Regions from separate parts of the Mus musculus genome. Here regions 2, 3, 4, 5 and 6 are each linked to region 1. Evidence: chromatin contacts called from public Hi-C, HiCAR-type and promoter capture Hi-C data. All regions are on one chromosome and are shown on one strand. Each heading gives the region's core, a stretch centred on a gene start, on an enhancer-like site or on the middle of the called end of the contact. The rest is flanking DNA. Distances are from core to core; before and after follow the strand shown.

What was found. Promoter capture Hi-C pulls out the DNA fragments that hold promoters and counts their contacts. A called contact is a pair of places that touch in the nucleus more often than the background predicts. HiCAR-type assays count read pairs that join an accessible place to other places.
Region 2: a Hi-C map of CD8 T cells shows a contact between it and region 1, with 6 times the contacts expected there. The contact joins the promoter of Lsm6 here to the promoter of Smarca5 in region 1. A contact is called at or near these places in 2 of 39 promoter capture datasets (liver and pre-B cells), 2 of 484 Hi-C or Micro-C datasets (CD4 T cells and CD8 T cells) and 2 of 115 datasets of contacts at active chromatin or transcription factors (astrocytes and microglia).
Region 3: a Hi-C map of B cells shows a contact between it and region 1, with 6 read pairs. The contact joins the promoter of Il15 here to the promoter of Smarca5 in region 1. A contact is called at or near these places in 1 of 39 promoter capture datasets (pre-B cells) and 1 of 484 Hi-C or Micro-C datasets (B cells).
Region 4: a HiCAR-type map of astrocytes shows a contact between it and region 1, with 3 times the contacts expected there. The contact joins the promoter of Smad1 here to the promoter of Smarca5 in region 1. A contact is called at or near these places in 1 of 39 promoter capture datasets (hippocampal neurons), 1 of 484 Hi-C or Micro-C datasets (CD4 T cells) and 2 of 115 datasets of contacts at active chromatin or transcription factors (astrocytes and embryonic hindbrain).
Region 5: a promoter capture Hi-C map of pre-B cells shows a contact between it and region 1. The contact joins the promoter of Otud4 here to the promoter of Smarca5 in region 1. A contact is called at or near these places in 17 of 39 promoter capture datasets (the 3T3-L1 cell line, the C10 cell line, the HPC-7 cell line and 11 more), 1 of 484 Hi-C or Micro-C datasets (B cells), 13 of 115 datasets of contacts at active chromatin or transcription factors (DN3 thymocytes, astrocytes, embryonic forebrain and 8 more) and 3 of 9 other capture datasets (adipose tissue, liver and macrophages).
Region 6: a Hi-C map of bone marrow-derived macrophages shows a contact between it and region 1, with 9 read pairs. The contact joins the enhancer-like site here to the promoter of Smarca5 in region 1. A contact is called at or near these places in 14 of 39 promoter capture datasets (the 3T3-L1 cell line, the C10 cell line, the HPC-7 cell line and 8 more), 65 of 484 Hi-C or Micro-C datasets (the AML12 cell line, the AtT-20 cell line, B cells and 37 more), 23 of 115 datasets of contacts at active chromatin or transcription factors (SST interneurons, acute myeloid leukemia, cardiomyocytes and 13 more) and 4 of 9 other capture datasets (adipose tissue, embryonic stem cells, liver and 1 more).

What each region holds. Positions count from the first base shown.
Region 1 is chr8:80,738,099-80,740,905 of GRCm38.p6, reverse strand. It overlaps Smarca5 (SWI/SNF related, matrix associated, actin dependent regulator of chromatin, subfamily a, member 5), which reads left to right and starts at 1,447. Exons shown (of 24, transcript NM_053124.2): 1 at 1,447-1,983. The coding sequence starts at 1,810.
Region 2 is chr8:78,819,741-78,822,547 of GRCm38.p6, reverse strand. Lsm6 (LSM6 homolog, U6 small nuclear RNA and mRNA degradation associated) reads left to right here and starts at 1,396. Exons shown (of 5, transcript NM_001191004.1): 1 at 1,396-1,500; 2 at 2,463-2,561.
Region 3 is chr8:82,401,116-82,403,922 of GRCm38.p6, reverse strand. It overlaps Il15 (interleukin 15), which reads left to right and starts at 1,337. Exons shown (of 8, transcript NM_001254747.1): 1 at 1,337-1,623.
Region 4 is chr8:79,398,014-79,400,820 of GRCm38.p6, reverse strand. Smad1 (SMAD family member 1) reads left to right here and starts at 1,393. Exons shown (of 7, transcript NM_008539.4): 1 at 1,393-1,568. Gm51578 (a long non-coding RNA gene) reads left to right here. Exons shown (of 3, transcript XR_003947567.1): 3 at 1-111.
Region 5 is chr8:79,638,239-79,641,045 of GRCm38.p6, reverse strand. It overlaps Otud4 (OTU domain containing 4), which reads right to left and starts at 1,370. Exons shown (of 21, transcript NM_001256033.1): 1 at 982-1,370. The coding sequence starts at 1,140. It overlaps Gm51579, which reads left to right and starts at 1,141. Exons shown (of 1, transcript XM_030243905.1): 1 at 1,141-2,807. The coding sequence starts at 1,184. The coding sequence ends at 1,693.
Region 6 is chr8:79,679,503-79,682,309 of GRCm38.p6, reverse strand. It overlaps the pseudogene Tpd52-ps. Among named protein-coding and RNA genes, the nearest start is that of Abce1, 31 kb to the left of the region's middle. Within about 2 kb of position 1,444, at least 169 of the 459 cell types and tissues checked have an H3K27ac peak or open chromatin away from gene starts, as enhancers often do. A contact at or near this core is called in the AML12 cell line, CD8 T cells, the G1E-ER4 cell line and 17 more, where this site is marked.

The DNA.
Region 1 (2,807 bases), core at 198-2,697:
CAGTGTACACCTTTAATTCCAGCCTGGTCTAAACAGTGAGTTCCAGGACAGCCAGGGCTATAGAGAATAACCCAGTCTCACTCCCCGCCGGCAAAATATTTTTAATTATGCATATATGTGAGGGGGTTGAATCCCCTGGAACTAGACTTAACAGTTATGAGCTGACATACGGGTGCTGGGAATTGAACCAGTGCTCTTAACCTTTGAACCATCTCTTCCAGCTCCTTATATCTATTAGTTTTTGGAGACACTTTTAGTGTCTTTTAGTCTAGGCTGGCCTAGTAGCCAAGGATGACCGTGCCTACACTTCTCTAAGTGCTGGGATTTGGGGTACGAGTCACGGCATCCAGATTAAATAGTGCTAGGACTCAAGCCCAGGATTTCATGTATGCTCCCCAACAACTCACCAAATGAGCTACAGTATGTTAAACGAGAGCGTTTTCAGGTTCTCCATTTTAGTTAACGATTATTCGACTGGTTAAAACATTTGAAATTATATATGAATATTATCTATTCCAAGAAGTTTGAAAGTAACTCTGGAAAAGACTTTTTATTCAACATAGGTGGGGACTAAATAATGGGATTAATTAAGATAAAGATCTTTTGTGCCTGGGAGTAGGTGGGGGATGAATGGAACAGTGTTTATATTCCGTAGGATTCAGTAGCCTCCATGACAGCCTAAGGCAGGATAAAGAAGCAACACGAATAACGAACACTTGTTTCCTCGGTGTAGCCCTGGCTGTCCTGGAACTCGCTCTGTAGACCAGGCTGGCCTCAACTCAAGAGATCCGCCTGTCTCTGCCTCTGTAGTGCTGGGATTAAAGGTGTGCGCCACCACGCCTGGTAAACACTTCTTGAGACAAATGTGTATTTGTTTCATGCGAAAACTCGCCATCATTTGTCTGCCTTTATCTGCTGCCATTCTAACAGGGCAGCGCGTCTTCTGTCTTAACTTGAACTTGACAAACGCCGAACTCTCTAAACGAAGCCGACTGACGGAGCGAACACGCAGACTTTTTAATTCTGAGGTGATTTTTCTTCTCAGGCGTCCAACGTCACTTAACGTCACGCCCGTGAGCGAAGGCGGCAGGACGACGAAGGCCAGCCCAGGCCTTTGCTCCTTGCCTAACAGTCGCGCCGTTCCCAAGAGGGAGCCCTAGCGCGGCGGAAGACAGCGAGCCGAGCCGTTACGGGAGCGCCGAAGACCCAGCTCGCGTCACTCGGAGGAGCGGAGGCGCAAAGCACCGCCGACGCGCTTCCTCGAGGCCCCGCCCACTCGGCTCCACAGCCCGCTAGAGGCCTGGAGGAGGCGGGGCCAAGGAGGAGCATGCGCACGCGCCCTCGCGAGCCGGCCTTCTAAGGGGGAACGAGCGATCTCGCGAGGGTTGAGAGCGGGTGGCGTAGGTAGCTGTCCTGGTTGGCTGGAGAAGAGAATCCACTCCCGGAGAGGAGAAGGCGCCGGGAGGCCTCTGAGAACCTTCCGTTTTCCTTTCCCTTTCCCTCGGCCCTCCGCCTCCTCAGAGTCAGCCCGCCTTCCCTGACCTCCGTGACCCCGCTGGCCCCGCCCACTCCCGTCGACGTGATTCCCGCCGTGAGGTAAACGCCTGTGGAGCAGAGTCCCGCGGAAGAGGACGGCGAGGCGAGCGGCGCGGCTGGGCCGGCTCGGGTCGGTGGCGGAGCCCTCGCGCGTGAGAGCTTCCGGGCAGGTCTCACTCCTCCGGCGGCCCGGACGCCCGTGTCGCGCAGGCCCAAGCCGCTTCCCTCGGCGCCGCGCCTGCCCGTGGCCGCGGCGGGTGACGCAGCCGGAACATGTCGTCCGCGGTGGAGCCTCCGCCGCCCCCGCCTCCCGAGAGCGCGCCTTCCAAGCCCTCGGCGGCGGGCGCCGGCGGGAGCAGCAGCGGCAACAAAGGCGGCCCCGAGGGCGGCGCGGCGCCCGCGGCTCCGTGTGCTGCGGGCTCGGGCCCCGCGGACACCGAGATGGAGGTGAGCGCGGCCGTGCGCGGGGAGGGAGGGAGGTGGATGCTCGGCCGGCGCGTCTCCTGCTCTTCACCTTTACCTTTTCCCCTCGGTGTAGCTAGCCTAGCCCGACCGCGGATCGCTCTTACGAAACACATGTTCCTGATTACTGGGGCCGAGGGGACCCGTTTCCTCCATTGCCAGGCTCCCCCAGAACTCGCTCAATTTCTCCCGATTTAGGTTTTAGTTTGCACTAAACTTTGAGGAAGGCGAGGGAGATGCCCCTCCGGAGTGGGATTCCCGGGGCGAGGGGCGACGTTTCCCAGCGTCGCAGCTGGGGACTTGCGCCTCCAGTGCCTCATCCCCGTGCTGGCGGGGGCGGCATCTGTCTGTTCTGGGCAGAGACAATGGCGAGAGCTGGAGGGCCGAGTGCGCAGTGGGGATAAGCGGGGCGCAGCTGCTTGTGTGCAACGAGGGGAAGCCCCTCCCGGGCCCTGCTCCACCGGGAGGGGAACGAGCGTGACAGCCGCAGCACCTGTCCTGGATCCCCATCCAATTACGGGTGTATGCATGGAGAACTGAATGAATGGGAGCCTCGGGGAAGGATGATGGGCTTCTAGCTCTGCGCATTGCTTCCTTTTGAAGCCATTCGGAGGATTCGCTGTTGAACCACCTTCTTGGGGCTCCAGTGGGCCAGATGATGGTGACAATACTGGAGGAAGCGGGGAGAGAGTGGAAAATGGGGGAGCTGCCAGGCAGGTCTCTTTGGACATGCTCCCAGGCATTGAGTTGCCTGGGAACAAAGTTACTGCTTCCAATTTTTATTCTTGGCCTTGGCCTTGTTTTGAGGT
Region 2 (2,807 bases), core at 147-2,646, 1.9 Mb after region 1:
CGTGAGAGCAGCTATGCTTATATCTATGTCTACCTACCTATTTCATCTCTCTATATAATACGCATATCATAATTACAGTCAGTAAGAAATGTAGTATGTAGCACAATTTGATTTTTCTTTCTTTTTTCTTTTTTTAGACAAGGTCTCAAATAGCCCAGGCTGGTCTCAAACTCATTCTGTAGCTGAGGATGATCTTGAATTTCTGATTTTCCTGCACGCATGCCTGGGTGCTAGGATTACAGGTGTGAGCGCCACTATGCCACTACCGCTGTGGTGCCAGAGATGTTCATGCACACTAGATATGCTACCACTGTGCTAAATCCTCAGCCCCCAATTTGACCTATAAAGCAGTTTTTATTTTAGGGACAAGGCATAGCGTGCTCCTTCTTTGATTTAAATGTGACTTTACCTGTGTTCCTAATTTTATATTTCAAGAGCCTAAAATGCTGTTTGATCAATGTCTGTAATTATTTGGTCTTGACATCAACTGGAATTTTACAGACAGACAGAAGGATGTTCCTGTTCTTTTCCAAATTCCACCCAGTTGTTCACTGTCTGGGGTATCAACCAAAGGCAGGTAGATCACTGTCCAGGATATCAATCAAAGGCACGTAGAAAAGGAGGAATCCACTTTGTGTTTCAGAAAACAATTCTGCATCTTAGATCCTGTAACACTTATCAGGGTTATGTAGCTGTTGTTTGAAGGTATTATAACTTTGTTGAATGTTAAACAACAGAAACAGAATTAAAATTTAAAATATAAATATAAAATATAAGTTAAAATATAAAGAGATCGTGGGGGTAGAAGAAATTGTCTTCCTGTGACTTTTTTTCTTCCATAAATAAAAAGCATGCATTAAGAATTCATGAAGTATCCCTAACCAAGTTCCCATACACTACTTAAATAGTATCTGCATGCAGTTTCCAATTAAACTAATTTGTAACGTTTTCTAATTGATGCCGTTATAATTCAGAGTTGCTTGAATTATTTTTTTGTTTCAGCATTCCCATGGAAACAATCTCTTCATACATTTAATTTATATGCAGAAGTTAGTTTGAGGGTTTGAGGCTTTTAACTTGTATTTGTTTTAAATTATTTAAGGCTATTTCGGGGTGCTCAACAGCCATCGTTTTAACTGTAAGTTTCCGTTTCTTAATATTTTAAGGTTCTTTACTGTAAACACACACACACAAGATCACTTCTAGCTCTTGGTTGGTTGTTTTGCTTTCGTATTCTATTTTCTGGCAAAAGAGAGAATATCAGAATATCGGACCTTTACTTCAAGCCCTGGCTGGGTGCCGACGGTACCATTAAACAAACCCGGTCTTGGAAGCCAGCTCACTAACGCGTTCTGACTGTTTTTGATCCCCGCGGGTCGCCATAGGCAAGGAGGACGCTGATTGGGTGAGATGGGAAAGCCGCTGCCGGGGGCGGTTTCGGTTTTCGGCGCGCGCGTCCGCGGAAGCCCGGCCTGTGAGCGTTCTGGATCCGGCTGCAAGGTGAGCCCGCGGCCTGGGAGGAATGAATGGGTGCGGGCAGGCACTCCGGGTGGGAGCGGCTGGCGTAGGCCGCGGATGGTCCGGGCTGGCGGGGAGCGGCTCGAGCCGGGCCTGCGTCCCAGGAGATGCTCGCTGGTCTGGGCCACGCGGGCTCGCGGTGCCGGGCGCGCTCCCGTGGCGCGCGCGCTTCGCGCCGATTGGGGTGAGCGCCCAGGGTTACGGTGGCGCGCGACTTCGGCGCCCTCCTCCACCCGCGAGCCCTGCGCGACGGAAAGTAAATACAGACGAGCGGAGGAAATGGTCCTTGCTGACGGCCTCGGCACACCAACTCCCTTTCTCTTGTGTGGGCCTGTTTCTGTTTCAGCTAAGACCACCAAGTTTTTTAACCACACACCAGTATTTAGTTTTATACTTACATTAAAATGAGACAAGTTGTGATTTTAAAATTCATTGATCTCGTTTGGGCCCCCTGTTTTATTGTGTGGATCTCATAAATTATTCAGCTGTTTCCCAGGCTGACGTCTTTGGGTGTGAGTTTTTTGCTTCATTTTCGCATCCCGAACGATATCGTGATGCCTTAACTTCTATTCCTCAAATTTTCAATTACTAGCATAGATGGTTCTTGCACATTGCGAGACTGGTTTTTCTTAAAGTGTTAGTAATTTATTTGGCTCTTCAAAACCGTGAAAGGGCCTACTGTGGTTCTAAAGTAGCAAAGCACAGCCTCACTTTGGAATTACTATTGGGAGTTTGAACTTGCAGGCTGTGACTGTGTGTGTGTGTGTGAGAGAGAGAGAGAGAGAGAGAGAGAGAGAGAGAGAGAGATAGAGAGACAGACAGACAGACAGACAGACAGAGACAGACAGAGAGACAGACTGACTGACTGACTGCACATGTTAATCAGATGCTGGAACAGGAAGAGACAGCCAGTACCCATCTAGCCTAACTTCCTTATTTTGCAGATGAGCCTGGGGCCGTGACAGGTGAAATGGTGATGAGTTACGCAAGCTGCACAGATAATTAAGTAGCAGAGATTAGAACTCAGGTTTCCTGCCTCCCAAGTGAGTACCCCTAACGACTGCAGCAGCTCTTCTCTCACTGAAGGGTGGCCTACTAGATAATAGAACTTCTTTAAAGAAAGTTTTGTTTTGTTTTTAACTCCCTGGCTTATTTTCTACTTTTGGATTGAGGGACTGGAAAATAGAAAAGTTACATTTTTGTGTTCAGCACTAGAAATTTATTTATTTTTTTGAAGGTCAACCCTTTCAAGACTTTGACGATTGCTTCCAGCTTCCCCGTGTTGGGAT
Region 3 (2,807 bases), core at 88-2,587, 1.7 Mb before region 1:
AAATTTTAAATGGTTGTAAAATACACATTTTCACGATTTTTATTATAAGTAAATTTTGGTGTGATTGTTACCAAAACATGCATTATTGTTTCAAATATAAACCTTGAAGGGATACAAGATAAGTGTGTGAGAACAAACTTCCCATTACAATGATTTTATGTGGAATGCCACACACAGTTAATAATTAGTCGTTCAAATATTCTAGTTTTTACCATTTTTTAATGTAATACACAAAAACACAGAACATAGTTGTGTTTAACTAGGTGCCAAGGGCCTCATCGTTTTCTCCTGGCTTTCTCAAAAGCTTTGGGAACCGCAAGCCACTGAGTCTTTTCAATGATTCATCTGAATGCCAAAGCTGGGACCCCGGGCTCTCGGACTGTCTGGAATAGACACACAGTTGACATGGTTAACTCCTCCTCACTATAATCACTCCTAATTTCCAACTTAAAGATGCTGCCTTACCCACGCCTTGTTTCCCATCAAAAGACATGTGCAATGTTTTACATTCAGCTACAAATTAGGTTGGAAAAATGACCCAAGAGGGGTCAATTTAGTGGAAGTTTACTGTTCCCAAACAGGCCCCTCCTAGCAAGAGTTCAGAAAGAAACTTCCCTCTTCCAGACTCTGCAGCAGGTCAAGGGTTGTTTTGGAGGACCGCCCATTCCAGACCCAAGGTCCTTTTCCGTTTCCTCCCGGTACAGTCTCTGTCCAGATCTCCTCCGGGCTTCTATGGGGAAGCCAAACTGCCTCCCTGCAAGGCCAGTTGCTGTAGATGCAAGCAACCTGTGAACTCAGGCCAACTCCTTGAAACTTCACAGAGGCAAAGGCATTCCAGGACACACAGAGGCTGTGGCCAACTGCCCAGGGGGAGGAGACTGCTCTCTGCTCTCAGTTGCCCTTCAGGTTCTGCGCCCTGGGGACCTGGCAGTGGCAGAATCATGTGGGCACCTGGTAAGGTGGCCGGGACCATGTGTTCCTCCCGCAACCTCCCCAGGGTGTTGATCTCCGCCTCAGCTTGGGCTCTTTCTCTTTCACTTTTCTGTTAGCTGGGGTTGGGACTCCCCGGCTGGAAAGCACTGGGGGAAACCGGGGAAACCCCAGCTGATTCGCTCCTTGTGCCTTGATTGCTCCCGCTGGCTGCTGCCCTGCATCCTGCACCCTTCAACCAGAACCCGATGGAGGTACAGAATGGGAGGTGGTAGTGCTGGTGGTGGTGGATCAACAATGGAATTTTTTTTTTTTCCGAAAGCCTACGCCCCGGGCCCCTCCCAGCTCTGGCTCTGCTCAGGCACCCTTTTCCCCTCCAGCTGCCGGCCAGGCCGCCCCGCCCTCTTTCTTGACCAAGACTTCAATACTCAGTGGCACTGTATTCCCCTTCTGTCCAGCCACTCTTCCCCAGAGTTCTCTTCTTCATCCTCCCCCTTGCAGAGTAGGGCAGCTTGCAGGTCCTCCTGCAAGTCTCTCCCAATTCTCTGCGCCCAAAAGACTTGCAGTGCATCTCCTTACGCGCTGCAGGGACCTTGCCAGGGCAGGACTGCCCCCGCCCAGTTGCAGAGTTGGACGAAGACGGGATCCTGCTGTGTTTGGAAGGCTGAGTTCCACATCTAACAGCTCAGAGAGGTCAGGAAAGGTACTAACTCGGCTCTGCTTGCCACATTCTTTCAAACTTCTGGCCCCGGCGAATGGATGGCTGCTATGGACTTTCTTTCTTTCTTTCTCTCTCTCTCTCCTCTCTCCCTTTGCAAAAATTACTCACCTTTTCCTTGTTGAAGATGCGTTTTCTAGGGAAATAAATGTGCAGGAATGGCCATAGGTCTGGGTCTGTATTAGCAACAGCTTAGCTCAAGGCTTAATCAAAGCAGTTGTCTGTATGAAATACCAGATTGAAGGGAAGCAACGGGGAAGATTGTCCTGAAATAAAATCCTCACTCAAGCGGGCTTTAGATGAAAACCCAGCTAACTTTTTCAAGTGGGTTGGAGAGTGCAAAGTTGCAAGAAAGGGAAGCTCAAAAGAATGTCTATAGCCCCTCCCCCCTGCATTTAATATTATGTTAATGCCCAAACAATGTTAATGATCCAGGTTCCAGACAGAACCAGGCAGCGTCCTGACAGGTTTCAGACAGAACCAGAGACAGAGTCCCGCAGAAGCTGAAATGGAAATGAGGTGATTGGCAGCAGCTACTTTCCACTGGTGATTTTAAATTGATTTCTGATACTCTCATTGGTGGCGCCAGGGAGGCCCCATTGACCTGCCAGGACTCTCCAGTCTGAGCCGGTAAATAAACAGATTACTACGATTGCTGCCTCAAGTTAGATCCTTATCAACATTGAATGCTCACTAAAATTTAAAGGATTTCTTAAAGGAAGTTTAGAGGGATTGATAAGAAAGAAGCGACTCAAGAGGGAACATCAATATTAATAAAGGAGTAGAGACAAAACTATAGTTATTTTAGGCTTTTAGAATAAAAAAACAACAACAACAACAACAACAAACTCCGGAGTTTTACTTAAAATGTGGAAGGGTCAGAAATTGCTTCAGGCTTGTTATAAATGTGTCTGCTTCTCCTCTGATCTTTATGCTTCCCCTTTTCCCTTCTGGGAGTTTGCAGTCCCATTCTCACTCTAATGGCTCCTCTTGCCTTGTGATCTGTTTTGCAACATGATAGGGGGTCAGGTTTTCCCTAGTTCAGATCCCTGACAGGTTTCTAGTAGTTTAGATATTACTGCTGGCTGCTGATTGGCAGGCAGAGGCAGTGTACAGTGCGGTGGGAAGCTGCTTCTTAGAATTTTCCTGCAGATTGCTG
Region 4 (2,807 bases), core at 144-2,643, 1.3 Mb after region 1:
CATCTACAGAGGGTCTGTACAGGGGAGGGAAATGGCCCTGAGTGGCTTTAAGCCAGGCTCACTCCAACTGTTGCCCAAGGGACCAGAGAGCAACCAACTATGTCAAATGCTGCTTTTAAGGAAAATAAGATGAGATCCAAGAATTGACCAGTAAGTGCTCAAATAGTTTAATGAAGAAAGAAATTTAATTAGCAGGAATATTCTTATGTATAATTTATAAATGGCATTTTATGGGTTTATGGGATTTGTTGCATTTCCTTTGAATAATTAAATATGTAATGCAGATATAATACTTAAATAATTAATAAGAATTTTAAGTGGAGTGCTAAGCATGTAAAGGTACAGGAATAATTGGAGAGTGTCATTAATTTGTAGTGGCCTTTGGTATTTCTTTATATTGCGGGCAATGATTTTTTTCTTTTTTTGGTTTGTGGGGCATTTACTCCTAGAATAGTTCTTCTCTAAACATAACTCAACATTATGATAAGTGTTCAAGATTCCATGCCAACTTCCAGAAACTGACCAAGAAAAAAAGTTGATTGTTTCAAGAAGGTGTTTTTGGTGTCTGAACAGATCAGTAAGATGTGAGTTCCTTTGTGTGTGTGTGTGTATTTTTGTTTTGTGGGTTTTTTTGGGGGGGTGGGTGGGAATAGGGGCAAAACTGTTATCTAAAAGATTGCACCCAAATTTACAGTACTAAAAGGGTATTTCCCAGTCCAAAGCCAGTCTGGTCTGTAGAGAGAGATCTCATTTCCAGGCAAACAAGAAAGCAAGGAAGTTCAGTTGTAAAGTTCTTGTCCAGCATGCATAAGGCCATGGGTTCGATGATTCCCAGAACCTTATAAATAAAAATATGTGCAGCCCTGTAATCCCAGCACTGAGGATGTGGAGGCTGGAGGAAGAGAAGTTCAAGGCCTTTTCCCCTTCAAAGCGTGTTCGAGGTCATCCTGGGCTACGAGACCTTTTAACAAACATACAAATGGTTTCTGTCATTTGCCGCAGGAAGGGTACATACTGGAAATAAATGTATCTACCTAGTAGTTAACAGGTCAGCCAATTTGAGGCTCATGCTACATGAAGGGCCGGTAAATCACTGAGTCAGTGATTGCAGGGCCTTTAAAAATGCGTTTTTAGGACGACTGAGTGGGCTCGATGGTCGTGTTCGAGAACTTTTCAGAAAATAACACAGGCTTTGGAATTTGACTGGCAGCTAGGCAGGGACTAGAGTCAGAGGAAGGCGCGGGCCGGTAATTTGGAGAGGATCCCTAAGCGGCAGCGGGCGCGCGCGGTGCGCGTGTGAGCGAGGGCAAGCGGCAGGCGGGTTGTGCGCCGGGTATTGGCAGGCGGGCTGTGGAGGCTGGGCGGTTCCGACTGCCTGACGCCAGCGCGACCAGATCAATCCAGGCTCGGGGAGCGAGCGGGCGCACCAAGGCGAGGCCGGGGCCGAGGCGCGGGGACGGCGGCCCGGAGCTAAGCAGAGCGCGGGGACGGCGGCCGGGAGCGGATCGGAGCACGGGACCCGGCGCCGGGTCTCGTGCGTCCCTGCGGATGGGCGCGCCGCCGAGCCGGTAAAGCCGAGCGTACCCGAGCCGACTCGAGACAGACTTGTCCTGTGCCGCGCGGGGCGCACCGGGACAGGGACCAGCTCCAGGGGGGGATCCTGGGCGGGCTCCGGGGGGCATCCCGGGCGGGCTCCGGGGGAGGATCGGGGACAGGCTCCGAGGGGATTCTGGGCGGGCTCTGGGGTCGATCTGGGACGGGCTCCGGGGAGGATCCGGGAGGACTCGGGGGACCCGCGCTGAAGGAAATCTGGGACGAGCTCCGGGACGCAGTCCCCCCCCCCCCCCATGATGGCGCCTCGCGGCCGCGAACCTGCCGCCAGACCTCCCTGCCTCCCCGCGTCTTTGTCGGGCGTGTCCAGTTCTCCGGGGACCCCCGTTCCGCATCGGGCCGCAGCCCCATTGTGTCCCCGCCCCGGCCTGCGGACCCTCGCGGGGACAGCGCTGCGCTCAGCTCGGGTCTCCCTGGATGGACGCGCGCACCCCTGTGGGTCCCCACACAGCCTGATTTGGGGATCGGGGTTAAGGAAAGTTCGTAGCGTAGTTCCCTCTGATTTATTCAAAGGTCTGGCGGCCTCGCGTCTCCCCCCCCCCCCCCCCGCCCCCTTCCGCCTACACCCCCTGCGTCGCCCAGTGTCGCCTCATTCCTTTCCCTTTACCGGATTCGATTGCCTCACTGCGCGTTCCGAGCGCCGAGAACAACTGTTCTCGTCCAGACCGTCTTTGTTAGTGTTTCTGTCGCGGGGTGGGGGCGGTGGGCGTGAGAGCGCGGGCCTGTGCAGCCGCTTTGCGGACTGCGTGCGAAGGCTGCGGGGCCAGCGTCTCCCCGAGGTGCTCGGAGGAGCCAGGAGGGACCATCACCGGCTACATCCAGACAGTATGGTAGTCGCGGCTTTTGTTTATTCGGAGGCACATGTAGTTTTTCTAAATGCACGGTACAAAGTAATCCAGCCAAGAGCTTTCCATCTGAAAATCGCCGCCTATGCCACAGCCATCTAAGAGAGCATCGTTGTAGAATGCTTGTTGTCAACCCCTGGCCTCTTCCCCCTCTCTTGGGTTCCTGGGTGACATCTGAAGTTTTCAAAGCACGGACTGAAAGGAGTTGCTTGGTTTATGTAATGCCTTCCTGTTTTTGGAGCAGATTCACAGCATGCCCTTCACAGCATCAATCTCTCTCTAAGGGCCTGTGGTGGATAATGTGCCCACACCTCAGCACAATGAGAAAACTGTTCCCTGGCCAGGTTCATT
Region 5 (2,807 bases), core at 121-2,620, 1.1 Mb after region 1:
ATTTACATACTCTGAAAAATACATAGCCTGGTGATTCTAAAACAGAAATCTTAAAAGCTAGTTAGCTCACAAAAGGGGGCGGGCGGGAGGGGACAAAACCATAAAAACTCCAGATTAAGCCAAAGGAAAGCAAACTGTAAATGGTATGAAATACAAACTGGAGCAGTAATGTGAAACTTTTTTAATCCAACTACTTTAGCAGCTAGTCTTCAAATATAGGATGGGTTTTGGTGACCCCACACCTACATCTGATTACATAACATGGGGAAAAGGGCTCGCTCTCAAAAAAGAAAAGCCTTGAGTATTCTTCCCTGGAACTCGTCCCACTCCTGAGTTCTAACTCACTTCTCTTTGGTAAAATGTTCGATCTGTACTGGGAATAATTTTTGACCAATAAGGAAAACAAAACAAAAAACGGAAACAAAAAAAAAAACCCGACATGTGCCTATACTGAAAATCCATCCTATTACTTAAAGGCCTTTAGAAGAGTAAATTCTTGCCTGATTCCAACATAGTATAGTATGGGACCTACTCAAGATTAAGTCACTGGGAAGACCCTATACAGGAAGACTGCTTTCCTTAAACAGCAAAGTTGGCCGCCTGTTTCGAGTGACACCGGTGAGACCGACTACCCCGCATTCCAAAGTCCAGCAACAGGAAAAAAAAAATGTGAAGCAGTCACACTGAGTGCCGCACCTCCTCCAGTAAACATGAGGTTAACTAGTGGGAACACTCGGCTGCTAAAAACTGAGCGCAGGTGAACGCGGAACACAACTCAAAAACAGCATGTCGCTGGGTCCCTGGCGGTCAGGCTGCGAGCAGGCCGCCCGAGATGTCCTCACTCGGTCCCGTGCCGGCGTTACAATGGGCCGCTGTGACGACAGCGAGCCACGCGCAGCCCCGCCGTGGGCGGCCAGGCAGCTGCGGGCGGCATGTCGCACCCAGCCCCGCGCCCGCCCGGCTCCGGCCCGGGTCCTTTACCTGCTCGGCCACAGCCCGGAACAAGCACGACCCGTCCTTGGCGACCAATTTCCGATACAAGCCCAGTTTGCGCAGATAGGCGTCCATGGGCGTCTCATCCTCCAGCGGCCCCACGCCGCCCTGGTCCACGCCGTCGGGCGCGCCGACGGCTGCCTCCATGTTGCCGGTCCGCTGCAGCGTGCGCGGGGCGAACTAGCCCCACATGGCCGCGCCGCCGGCTGCTCGACGCCCGGGCCTGGGGCAGGCTGCGGCTCGGGCTCCGGCTCCGACGCGGACACGGCGAGCGGCGGCAGGAAGAGGCGGTGGCGGCAGCGGCCCGAGGCGGTGGCCGGCGCTCTCCCGGAGCATAGGTGAGCCCAGCCTAGTGCATGGCCATCCGCACGCGGCCGCCTCCGCGGAGGGACACGCGCCCGCGGGCAGCCCGGGGGTCGCCGCCCCCACAAGTTTCCGGGTCTCGACCGGTGTGAGGCGAGAAAAGCCCCGGCGGCGCGCCCGGCTGAGATTAAGCGAGGCCTGCGTCTCCCGCACGCACCCCACGCCGAGAACCGAGGAAACGCGGAGAGAAAGCCACGGCCGCTCGTCTCCCCACCTCGCCGGAGGGCGCCTGAGGGGCGGGGAGCGGGAAGGGGCGCCGGGCGGAGGGCAGCAACCTCGCAGCCTAGAATTTGTTTTCGCTTTCAGCCCTCGGCGCAGCGGACGACGGGAGTTGTAGTTTAAGCCGCGGCAGGAAGTCCTCGTGCAGAGGGCGGGGACGCCTGGGTCGGCCTACCCGGAGGGGAGGTGCCCCACGGGCTCGCGGACTACAAATCCCTACAATGCTAGCGGTGCCGAACCTAGAACTGCCTTCGCGCTTCCCAGGCCGCGTCCGCGAGCAGGCCCGAGGGTGTCTGTCGCTTACGCCGCTGACCTGCGCGCGCTGCCCCGCCCTCCCGGCGAGCCTCCCGCCCTGAGCGCCGTGGGGCGGCGGAAAGCGCGCGAGCGCAGCTTGCGTGCAGTTGCTAGGGGCTCAGTGGCGGTGCCGCCGGCCCTTTGTGTAGTTCCAGAGGACGCACCTGTCCGCACCCCACTCAGGGCCTCCCCTCCTAGCGTTTTCTTAGGGGTGGCTAAACGCTTAGAGCAGAAAACCGGGCACCTCACCCGAGGCCCTTGGAGCCGCCAGCCTAAGCCATTTTGACCCTCAATGAAGCGTTGACAGTTGATTGAAATTGGGACAGCTCACACTCTGACAAGATCTGGCTTTGCCAAGGGCATGCCTGCTCATTCTGTCACAGCAGCTGCGCTCTGCCACACAAAGAGCTGTCCCTGTTAGAAGAAATTACTTCTTTTTTTTTTTTTTTTTTTTTTTTTTAATTCGGTGATAACGCTACGGGGAATCCGACCTGAGCAGTCCAATTGGGTTTGCGAATCCGGAACTTAACCTCTTGGGACGTCAGAATTTTATTTTACTAGCATACAATAGCATCTCGTATCATTTAAATTTATTAGAACTTCGGTCTTGACGTTGTGTTGGAAAAAGAAAAGTGGTAAATTACCTTAGGTTTAAAGGTGTAGGCATTCTTGGGAATGGTGCCAAGACATGCCAGGTGGTAGGATTGCAACACGTTACTTAAAATGTAAGCTATTAATATTTAAATATTCCTATAAATGTGCTATTTTTAGAAAATATATCGCAAGCTAAATAATTTTTTTTTTAAAAATCCTTGACCCAAATTTAAAATGTTTACTTGTACAGGGGAAACACTTTGAGAAATCCAGGGTTTTGTTTTTTGTTTGACTTAGTTTAAGAGGCATACTCCATATACCCCAGTCAGGCTTTGAACTTGCCA
Region 6 (2,807 bases), core at 195-2,694, 1.1 Mb after region 1:
GACAATCCCCTAGCACACAACTGATTGGGAAATGCACTCCTTCCTCCCTACCCTCACTTCATCTGGATAGCTCAATCAAGTCAACTCATTCTCAGAAGACCTACATAGTAGGGCTGAAGAGATAGCTCGGTGGCAGAGCGCAAAGCTATATGGCTGCTATTGTAGCCGCTTTCTAAAATACACATATGAAAATAATGTGAATACAGTCACCTTATGAGACAATGCTCCTACTAGACATGCCACCAAGTAAACCTCAAGTGCCAGGAAAACAATGTCTTGAGCTATTGGCCAAAGGGTTCCCATAAACTGGGCAGTGATGGTGCAGGTTTTCAATGCCAGCACTTGGGAGGCAGAGCTCTATGAATTCAAGGCCAGACTGGTCTACAGAGCAAGTTGAAGGGCAACCAAGGCTAAACAGAGAAACACTGTCTCAAAAAATAATCAAAAACCAAAGGGGTCCCCATATATACCCCTACCAAACATCACAGGCTATTGCTATTGGCTATTCTGTACATGAGGGAAAAAAGGGCTCTATTGCTGATAGCACCTGTAAAAGGAACATGCAGAAAGTGAGTTGGTGCCCAGCTATAAGCTTCACCCCTACTGACTAGTGTTCTGGGTGCTGGAAGGTACTCTGCATTACCATCAGAGAAGAGTAGCATCATCAGCTGCAAACCCAACAACCTCCAACAGGGACCACCTGTAAAGTGACTGGTACAGTAGGGGAACAAATGTTATGGGAGTAACCATTTGTTTTATTTGCGTGTGTATTCACACACATATGCCATTGCAGGAATTCCTTTCACCATGCAGATCCCAGGAATTGAACTCAGCTCAATTTAAGGCTCAGCAGCATATATTCTTTCTCTAAGCCATCTACCACATTTTGGTTACAGTTAAAGTCTACTCCATGAGGAATCCATACGTGGCACTGCAAAAGCAAAGAACTGAGAGTTGACAGATCATGAGACCTAGGGAGAAACTTGGTTATTCTACTAAAGGAAAAAAGCAGTAAAACAACTAATAACCTAATGCTACAGATCCCTGCGTTGCTCCACCCCTTGTGGGGCTTTTCCCAGTGGATAACTAGGGGACACTCCACAACTGGTCAATGTGCAGAGACTCTGGAGCACTCATTAGGTATTGACCCCTGCTGGGAAAGGGAAAGTGTCATCTCCAATACTGTGCCACTGGTCTATCAACCACATGCCAGGCAGGGACATTTTTGTGTTACTGCAGCTCTTAATTTTTTTCCGTTTTTGTTTGGAACAAGAATTTGGGTGAGTGGGGATATAGGGAGGACCTGCATTAAACTGGAAAGAATATTACCAAAATATATTGGATGAAAAATGAATTTGACCGACCGGCTCCCTGGAGGGCGGCGCCGACGCCCGGGGTGGGGACTGCGCGGGCGGCCGCGGGCGGAGCACAGAGAGGCGCGGAGGAGCGCGGCAGGTCGAGCGCCGGGAGCGAGGTGGCTCAGACATGGACCGCGGCGAGCAAGGTCTGCTGAAGACAGAGCCAGTGGCCGAGGAAGGAGAGGATGCTGTTACCATGCTCAGTGCTCCAGAGACGCTGACGGAAGAGGAGCAAGAGGAGCTGGGGCGGGAGCTTACTAAAGTGGAAGAAGAAATCCAGACTCTGTCCCAAGTATTGGCCGCAAAAGAGAAGCGTCTCGCTGAGCTCAAGCGGAAGCTTGGCATCTCCTCGCTTCAGGAGTTCAAGCAGAACATTGCCAAAGGGTGGCAAAGACGTGACGGCAACCAATGCATACAAGAAGACATCTGAAACTCTATCGCAAGCTGGACAGAAGGCCTCCGCTGCATTTTCATCGGTTGGCTCAGTTATCACCAAAAAGCTGGAAGACGTGAAAAACTCCCCAACTTTCAAGTCATTTGAAGAAAAAGTTGAAAATTTAAAGTCTAAAGTAGGAGGAGCCAAGCCTGCTGGCGGCGATTTTGGAGAAGTCCTGAATTCCACAGCCAACGCTACCAGTGCCATGACCACAAAGCCTCCTCCAGAACAGACAGCCCCAGAGCTGCCGACCTGTGTCCTGCTGCCCACTGCAGGTGCTGCCGGCGACAGCCAAGCACATCTTGACAACGCTCATGGCTGCGGATTTCCACCAGATGTGCTTTTATTTAGCTTTACTTATTTCTTTGACCAAATAGTTGATGAATGAAACAAAGTGAAATCACTTGACCTCCACTCCAGGGAAACACTGTTAGCATGCATGGAAGGCCCTTTGTATAGGAAACAGCATCATAGAGCCTCTGGTAGATCCCTGCAGGCAACTACTGTGTTTCTCCTTAAAATCACTGTACATCTGGATTCTAGTTTTATCTTTCTTTACTATCTACATGAATCATTGTTTTTGGGTCTCTGTACACTTAATCAATTTCTAACAAACTGTCCTTTTCTAAATTCTGGTTATTAAGTCTTGGAATTATTTCATTCCTTTCAAAGGAGAAACTACCAGCTACATTTTTTTTCTCGGATAAACAGTTCTATGAGGACCATATCTTGGGTTTCTAAAGACACCAGACTAAAGTAGACAGGTGTGTATGCAGTTCTACAGTTCTGTAAATTAAAAACATGCAGACACTCAAACTTCCAGTGGGGAGAGTGTGGGTCCTGCTCCTGCCTTGGTAACTGTCATTTGTAGCTACATCTATTTGAGCATATCAGTTATTTATTATACCATTCTCACACATTTTTTTTACAAGATTAAAATTTAATTTCAGGTAAATTGAGAGAATAACATTGTGAGTTAAGTATATGATATTACAGTAAGTTGGAATGTTCCC